3 separate regions of the Rattus norvegicus genome follow, and all the other regions are linked to region 2. Evidence: chromatin contacts called from public Hi-C data. All regions are on one chromosome and are shown on one strand. Each heading gives the region's core, a stretch centred on a gene start, on an enhancer-like site or on the middle of the called end of the contact. The rest is flanking DNA. Distances are from core to core; before and after follow the strand shown.

Region 1 (2,700 bases), core at 145-2,644, 71 kb before region 2:
CTCAAAAATGCCCATCAGGAAGAAATCTGCTTCATAGGCTTCCTGTGAAAGTCGTGTGATAAAATGAATGCACTCAAAGTTAGATTAGGTTGCCATTTAAGACCTTATGCCACCATGGCTCACATAGGCTTCTAGTACACACGATAGCAGGCATATTCAATTCCCTCCATCCCAGGGCACAGCCCCGTGAGGCACTGAATGGAAGAGAGAGGCTGCAGGAGGCAGAGGTGGAAAATGAGGCTATCCTTCGGGGAGAAGTAGCAAGAAGGCCCGGGTCCTTCAAGTTTCGGTTGCAGGAGAATAAACAGGAAACGGAATTCTAAGTGTCTCACGGAACTAGGCGCTCCCAAGGTTAGGCTGGTAAATCTGAGACAAAAACATGTCTTAAAACAACTTTTTAGAATTGTCTTGCCTTTTTTTTTTTATTGTTGAGAAGCCATTGAAGACCCTTGGAGGCCCAGAAAGCCTATATGATCCTTTCCCTCATCAGACACTGTATCAGGCCGGCGGGAAGTACCTCTTATTGCTTATTGAGGAAGGGTTATGGAGCAGGAAGAAGCCCACAGCCCCACCTCCTGTAACATCCCTATCTCTCCCACCGTCACAGAAAGTTATCACTCACAGCCCCACTCCCAGCAGCAGTCTTCCCAGCCTCCAAGCTGAGAAGCTTGGTCCTGAAGTGGTGCAGTTCATTTAGGACAAAGGACCTTAGTGCTTCGTTCAACAAACAAGAGGCCCAGCCTCCAGGGAGGTGGAGTGGGCAGGTGTGGAGACGGCAGGAGGCTGTAGGCAGGCTTGGCACATATGAGCTGTGAGTTCACCACCTCTGTGCAGGCCCCAGGAGTTGAAGTGCTCCCAGGGAGGGGGCCTCAGGGGCTGGGTGTGGGGTGCACATGTCTGGGACTTGCACACACTTGTGTTTCCCCGTGATCAGACCAGAGGTGAGACTCATGGAGAAGGCTTGGGGGTGGGACAGAGAGCAGAGGGGTCCAGCTCTCCACCTGCCAAGGTCCTGAATTGGGAAGACTGGGACCCAGCAGCTCCTGCTTGTCCCAATTCAGTCTTGGGACTGATGCTCTATGGCTGAGGCAGTGTGGAAAGTGGTCAGATGGCATTGTCTATGGGACATCTCCAGCTAGACTGAAACCACAGCACGAGAGGCCTGGTAGGAATGTCTAAAGGCTACAGAGGGGTGCTAGCATAGCAAAGACCGGAGTTGTCACACCTAGCCTGACTGTCTTTTATCCCTCTTGGGACTGATTGCCTAGCTTCTGGGAGCCTCCTGGCCCTGCTCTATTGAGTCCCTGGAGCCGGACAGGCGGGTGTGGCAGCCATTGTATAAGGGTGAGCTCACCCGCTGTTCCGCCCCAGCCTGCACCAGCCTGCCCGCTGCTGGTTAATCATTGTTCAGACACCCTGGCTGGCATGCAGGCTGCAGAGAAAGACATGACAGGGCAGAGTTGCCTCTGCCAGGTCTCAGTAGAGCTTTCTTACCCAGCAGGCCTGAGTGGAGGCTGCTCCCCTGCACCCCGAAGAGGACACACTGCAGTGGGGCTGAGACCGCGTCTCTTATTTCCTTAGTAGACCTTAGGTAAGGCATTCTGACCGAATGCAAGAACATGCCTCTAGTATTTCCTCTTGTGCAATTTAGTGGCATTGCTCGGACAGACAGCAATGCCCAAAGGTCTTAAACACCAGTTCCCCCGTATACTGGGTGACCGTAGTCAGTCTTCATAGTCTCTCTGTGCCTTGGCTTCCTGGGCTATGGAAGGGTGCTATTGATGGTGATGATGCGGTCCTCTCAGGACTGTAGTGAGGGTTAGGGCAATCATAAAGTGCCTACTGTGCCAATAACTAGAAAGCCCAATGTCTTGAACAAGGTCTAAAACACTCATCGCTGGACTTAACTATTTTTCCAAAGGGAGGTGAGTGACCACCGCAGGTGGGCTGGCCTGTTTGTATGCACTGTCTAAGCATCCTTCAGTGCCCTCTGGTGAACTGGATACAGCTCTCCCCAGGTCTCTGGATGAGAACACTCAGATTCCAGGGTGGGGGAGGTCTGAACATGAAGCGCCAGCCCAAGGTCACTCCATATAAGCGACAAAGGTGAATTTTAGCCCTACGTGCCTCTGTGCTCGAGTCCCACACTCTCACTATCACCCAGCACTGCCAGGTTTACAGATCAAAGACGCAAATCTGGACTTGTCCAGCAATTAAATTCTGCCCACACTCACTGGCATTCTCTCAGCTCGTGTGGGGGTGGAGTGAGGGGTTCTGGGCTGAGTCCGTGAGAAAGACGAGGGGGCCAACAAGGACTCGTTTACTCCCTGGGTCTAGAGAACCCCAGCCCCCTGCCCATGAAGAGACAGGAAGGACCTAGCACAGGCCTGGAAGATGCCCAGTGCTGCTTCAGCTGAGACCCACAATTATTGCAACATTTCTTCATTCGTCATAGTTAAGTGGGAGGCGGGTGCTTATCTAGAGATTATGGGAGACCTGGAATCTTTCCCCTCACCTCAAGCCCTCCCACCCCCCCCCCCAGGATGCTGTTATTAGTTGAGATATGGTTGGATAGTACTAAGGATACCCCTTTGCAAACCAAAGCAGTAGGGCACTTGTTTTTCAAGAAATATTATAGCCATCCAGAAGTTCCTTGGTCTAATTCAGAGGTGTGCCTTAAAGAACAGTCTTGGGATCCAC
Region 2 (2,700 bases), core at 101-2,600:
TGGCTGCACCCACAGTGGGCTGGGCCCTCCCCCACTGATCACTAATTAAGATAATGCCCCACAGGCTTGCCCATAGCCCCAGTTTACAGAGGCTCCCTCCTCTCTAATGACTCTAGCCTGTGCCAAGTTGACATAAAACTCATTGGTACAGTCACCTTTTCCTTCCTGGTGGAAAGTTCTTCCAGAGGAGCCTGTTTGTATGTCGGGCTGCATTTTCAAATTGACGTTGCATTTAAATGGACGTTGCACTTCCAATTTCAGCGCGTTTAGAGACACAGTGTATACAGATCCATCTCATGTGTGCTTCTCCGTGTTTCCTACTGGGTGGTGGTCGGTATCACCTCTCTCGTATGCTGGGAAACCTTGTGACTGCTTTGGTGAGCGGAAGTCACTGGAGCAATGGCTCTACGACTTTGGAAGCTAGATCAGAAGAAAGACCCCTGCCTCCAAACGCCTGAACTCCTCTCACCTCCTCTCTTTTTGTTTGTGGAACCAGATGCCATGTTATGAGGAAGCCCAGGCTAGTTGAGGAGGCCACAAGTGGGTGTTCTGCCTGACAGCTCCTCTCTAGGTCTTCACTGACCACCAGCACCAGCCATCAGGATGTGAATGAAGACACTTTCTGGATGTCTCCTGCCCTGGCACTTAGGTGCGACTGCTCAAAAGGCCCTGTGTGAGAACTGTGTGGCTGCACTCTGCAATCTGTAGTCCTGTGTGAGGGGTGAAGGTGATGCGTATTAGTTGACAGCACTGAACAGCAATAGTTCACACTCCTTGTCTCTGCTACTGAAACCTGGAAGCTCACGCCTCCCAAGTATTTCATCCCAAGCTCTGAAAGTTCCTAACATCTGGGCATTGCCCCCACCTTTCTCTCTCAATCTCTCTCCCTCTCCCTCTCCCTCTCCCTCTCCCTCTCCCTCTCCCTCTCTCTCTCTCTCTCTCTCTCTCTCTCTCTCTTCCCCTTTCTCTCCCTCTTTCTCTCCCTCCCTCTCTTTCTCTTTCCTTTTCTCTCCCTTTCTCTCTCCTTCCCTCCCTCCCAGGCTGGCCTCAAATTCCCTCCCCCCTACAGCCAAGGGTGATCTTGAACTTCCGATCTTCTGGCCTCCCAAATGCCAGGATTACCAGGCATGCGCCATCATGCCTGGTTCATGCAGTGCTGAGGATCAAACCTAGGGCTTGTTGAAGACTCTGCCAATTTAACTGCTACCCTGACCCTCTAGCAGATTTGAAATTAGGAATTCCAGTTGTCAAAAAGCTTTAAGGCACTCTAACATTTCCAAGATAGGCAGTCATGATGTAGTGGAAGTTTCCTGACTCCTCAGTCAGGCACTCACTGTCCCAACTCTGCCACCTTCTGGTGCTGTGTCCTTGGATCAGTCACTTTCTGTGCTTCAAGAGCTCAAGTTAGGAAGCAAGCAGACCAAGCACTTTGCTGAATCGGTGTGACACCGAGATTCTTTATACCTAGGATTATGGTGATGGAAGGGTTTGAGACAGCGTACAAAGATGACACGTCAACAATGATAACCGATTTGTTGAATATCCATTCATTTCTGGGCACTACCAAAGGTCACATGTACATACTGGTTTATTTGATGGTCGTCACTGTGAGTTAAGACATCACAATGGGAGCTGACAGAGTTCAGAGGGTAAAGACACTTGCTGCCAAGCCTGGGGACCGGAGTTTGATTCTCAGGAGCCACACGGAGACATGAAAGGGCTGTGAGTTGTCCTTCTTTGTCTTCTATGTATACACTGTGGAGTATGCATCAGAGGGAGAGAGAGAGAGAGAGAGAGAGAGAGAGAAATTTTTATTTATTTAATCACTTGTGACCCCCATTTTACAGAGCAGGAACCCAGTGATGTTAAATCACTTTCTCTAGATTACACAACTAACAAAAGCAGAGATGGAATTTGAACCCAGGAAGTTTATCCACTGTGCCACACTGACTCTGGGTAAACGTTTAACTCTTGAGTTATAGGTGCTCATGGCACGAGTGCTCAGCCCAGCCCATCCCTGAGGAGACCGAGTGGATAAACCAACAAGAATGGAACCGGTGGTTGCTAGCACTGAAACAGGCTGATGAGAAAACAGGATGGGGGCCATGCTTGCTGGCCTAGGGGCAGTGGGCAGTGGAGCAGGGTGGACTTCTGAGGAAGATGATTCCTTGCAGTATCAGGATAGAGGCCCTCGTCTGGTACTCTAAGTCAGCCTGGGCAGAGGTAGACATGTGGTGTTACTAGATGGCAAGACACTTGACATTAACCCCTGATCTTTTCCTGACCCCCCAGTGAGTCATCTGTCTTCATCCCTAAAATGCTAATAACATGGGCAACTCCTATATAAGAACACACACAGAGAGCATTTGGGGAACCAGAAATAAATGCTTTAGTTAAGTCTTCCAGTTGACAAAGGGTATATTATTTTGTTTCCTTTAGATAATTTTGTAGAGAGAGACAAATTTTGTAGATTTCAAAGCTCTGCCCTGTCGAGGTGTGGCCCTTGTCCCCATGTGGGGCAGCTACTGAGATTTTCAGGTCCTCAGTATAGGGCTGCAGAGATCAGCAGTCCCGTCTACCACTAAGGTGGGCGACTGTCACCTGTAGGGTACTCTCAGGTCATTGGCTTCAAGGAGTTGAACACCACCTTGGTTTGTCTCTCTAGTCTACTTCAGACTTACAATGCAGATATAGTATTTG
Region 3 (2,700 bases), core at 58-2,557, 91 kb before region 2:
CAACAGACACGCCATAGCACTTACCCATAGAGACCATTAGGGTTGGCTGTGCTGTGGTAGGGAAGGAGTCCAGGGCTCCTTGGAATTCACTTCTCATTGTGGGGAGGTCTACTTTAGACAACTTGGTTTTGCACATGTTTCCTCTAATTTTTCTGTTTTAGAGCCCCAGCAGACCTTACTTCTGGGGTAAGGCAAGTCAGTTGACTGGTGTCCCCACCTCGCTTCCCTAATCTACATTCGGGAGACCGCATCGGGGTTAAATAAGACTTTTCATTTTCGTTTTTGTTTTTAACCTAGAAGAACCAAATCCGGACACCAAAACGTAGGCTTAGTTTGTGTGTTGTCTCTGAGTTTGTCGCTCATGCGTGCAACAGGGTATGGACTATCTGTTTGGTGCCCCATTTTTGGTGGCCCATAAGTAGGCTGGCTAGCCCAGGATGCCATGGAGTAGCCACCTCTTGACCAGTCATGCCTGTGTGCATAGACTCAGGGCCATGGCCTTTGTGACATTGGAAGAGCCTGTGTGAGAACTTCCTCCTAGATTAGTCTAGGGATGGAGGGGAGGAGACTGTATAGTTTGGGAGGAGGGGTGACAAGGGTGTCCAAGACTCTCCCACCTTTGGTACTAACTCTGGTCACCCTTTCTCCTGGAAGTTGACAAGACACATCTTGAGTATGGCTGGCACTGGCTCCTCCATCAAGAACCAAGTTCACCTTCAGCTCCTGTGGCCCTGTTCCCAGGCTGGAGTCAGAAATGTTTCCCAAAGAGTGAGAGTCTTTTGCTTTTGGCAAAACGCTACTTAATCCAATGGGTTCTGTACAGTAGATTTTGCAGATGTAATAAACTTTAATATAAAGGAGTCCTATGAACTCTACTGTTTCTGCTTCTTATTCTCTGGGCTGGTGGTACAGACGTAGCCAGCCTCTGCCCAAACCCGGGTAGCTCAGAGAAGCTTGGCTCAAGGCTACGTGCCTCCAGTCCTCTGAGGGGTAGGATCCTGGATCCAGGGTTCCGCTGGTTTGTTGTTTTGTTTTGTTTTTCTTTTGGCTAAACTTCTTTTGGAAGTTGGTAGGTTCAGCCAAGGTTCTGCAGGACCTGACGTCTGTTCTTCTAGATGGTTTAAGTAATCGGGACTCTAGCACATCTTGACCTGGGGTCACTACAGCTAAGCTTGCTTTGCAGAGCAGATACCTGGGACAGCCTTCATCCCTCATGGTTGCTGGGACACTTCTGAGGACTCCTTGCTTACTTAGCTCAGCGATGTTCCAGCTGCTGGCTAGGCTGCTCAGTGGCGCGGCTAGACAAAAGATCTGTGCCCTGTGTTTCATCCCAGAATTTGCTGCCAGATCGTACGGCTGGATGTGATGTGGGGTGGGGTGGGGTCAGATCTGAGACAGCACTCAACTGAGGGCTTGTGAGACAGTGTCCAAGTCTCAGGCTGGGGCCATTCATATAATTGCAATAAATGGTACGTGTCCATTTGGACAGCAGACACTTTGGTGTACTTGAGTTTCTTTTTGGTCTGGTCATGTCCTACTCTGTCTGGTTTTTGGAATGGGAGCCTAACTGGCCTGTGTTCTGGCTTGGTACCAAATAGCAGCAGTCTCTCTATGCTTGCCCAGGCCCCAGGGCAGGACTTCCGACTTTGCACCTGTTCAGCCCTCTATGTGCATAGCATCCACATAGAAGTCAGGAGGATTCTGCTGACTCTGAATTTCAGGATTTGTTTTTGTTCTGTTTGCTTATTGGGCAATTCTCAACCTTTCACTAGCAAACAGTCTCGTGTGTCAGGCTTACAAGTATTGTCTGCACATCGAGGGAAAATTGTCAGTAAAAGACTGGCAAGTTGGAAAGGCATAGAACACCACAAGGAGCCCCCAGATTATGGTGCAGCTCGATGTCTCCCTTCAGTCTCAGGGTACAGGTCCGCCCCGACACCTGGCATGTCCTTGGTGGTGCAGAGCAAGAAGGACCATTATGCCTGTTGACACATCGGGGGCTGCAGGTTCCAGCCTGCTTAGCGGGTGACGCTCTTCTCCCATGCTTAAATCTCCAAAACCAGCACTGATTGCCTGGACCTGGTGACACAGGAGCCTGTAATCCCAACAATTTGCTAGGCTTAGGCAGGAAGCTTGTCAGTTTAAGGTTTATGTGATTGGAAGAGTGAGTTCAAGGTCAGCTTGGGCAACTTAGAGATCTTGTCTCAAAAAGCAAAAACGAGGGGCCAGCAGTCAGGGGTTAGTGATCTATGCCTTTAGTTCCAGCACTAGGGAGGCAGAGACAGGTGGAACTCTCTCTGAGGCTGGCCTGGTCTACAAAGTGAGTTCCAGGACAGCAAGGGACTACACAGAGAAACTCTTGTCTCTGAAAAGCAAACCAAAGTAAACCAACACCCCCCCCCCCAAAAAAAAAAAACCAAAACCACCCAGCAAGATGGTTCAGTAAGTAAAAAGGTGCTTGCCATCAATTCTTGACAACCAGTTTGTTCCCAAGACCCACTTCGGTGGTGGGGGTGGGAGGGAGAGAGAGAGAGAGAGAGAGAGAGAGCAGACTCCTGCAAGTTGCCTCTGACCTTTACATGCATTAATAAGTAACCTTCCCAACCAGATAAACAAAATTATTTTTCACTCATTTAAAAAGTTTATATAATGTGTAAATAAATAAATAAAGCACACAAAAACATGGCTAACTACTCCTGG

What was found. A called contact is a pair of places that touch in the nucleus more often than the background predicts.
Region 1: a Hi-C map of liver shows a contact between it and region 2, with 5 times the contacts expected there. The contact joins two enhancer-like sites. A contact is called at or near these places in 3 of 12 Hi-C or Micro-C datasets (kidney, liver and mammary epithelial cells).
Region 3: a Hi-C map of liver shows a contact between it and region 2, with 8 times the contacts expected there. The contact joins two enhancer-like sites. A contact is called at or near these places in 2 of 12 Hi-C or Micro-C datasets (kidney and liver).

What each region holds. Positions count from the first base shown.
Region 1 is chr6:37,323,082-37,325,781 of GRCr8, forward strand. No RefSeq gene overlaps it. Among named protein-coding and RNA genes, the nearest start is that of Sdc1, 42 kb to the left of the region's middle. Within about 2 kb of position 1,395, at least 8 of the 93 cell types and tissues checked have an H3K27ac peak or open chromatin away from gene starts, as enhancers often do. A contact at or near this core is called in liver, where this site is marked.
Region 2 is chr6:37,393,806-37,396,505 of GRCr8, forward strand. No RefSeq gene overlaps it. Among named protein-coding and RNA genes, the nearest start is that of Laptm4a, 43 kb to the right of the region's middle. Within about 2 kb of position 1,351, at least 2 of the 93 cell types and tissues checked have an H3K27ac peak or open chromatin away from gene starts, as enhancers often do. A contact at or near this core is called in kidney and liver, where this site is marked.
Region 3 is chr6:37,303,009-37,305,708 of GRCr8, forward strand. Sdc1 (syndecan 1) reads left to right here. Exons shown (of 5, transcript NM_013026.2): 5 at 1-1,495. Among named protein-coding and RNA genes, the nearest start is that of Sdc1, 22 kb to the left of the region's middle. Within about 2 kb of position 1,308, at least 5 of the 93 cell types and tissues checked have an H3K27ac peak or open chromatin away from gene starts, as enhancers often do. A contact at or near this core is called in kidney and liver, where this site is marked.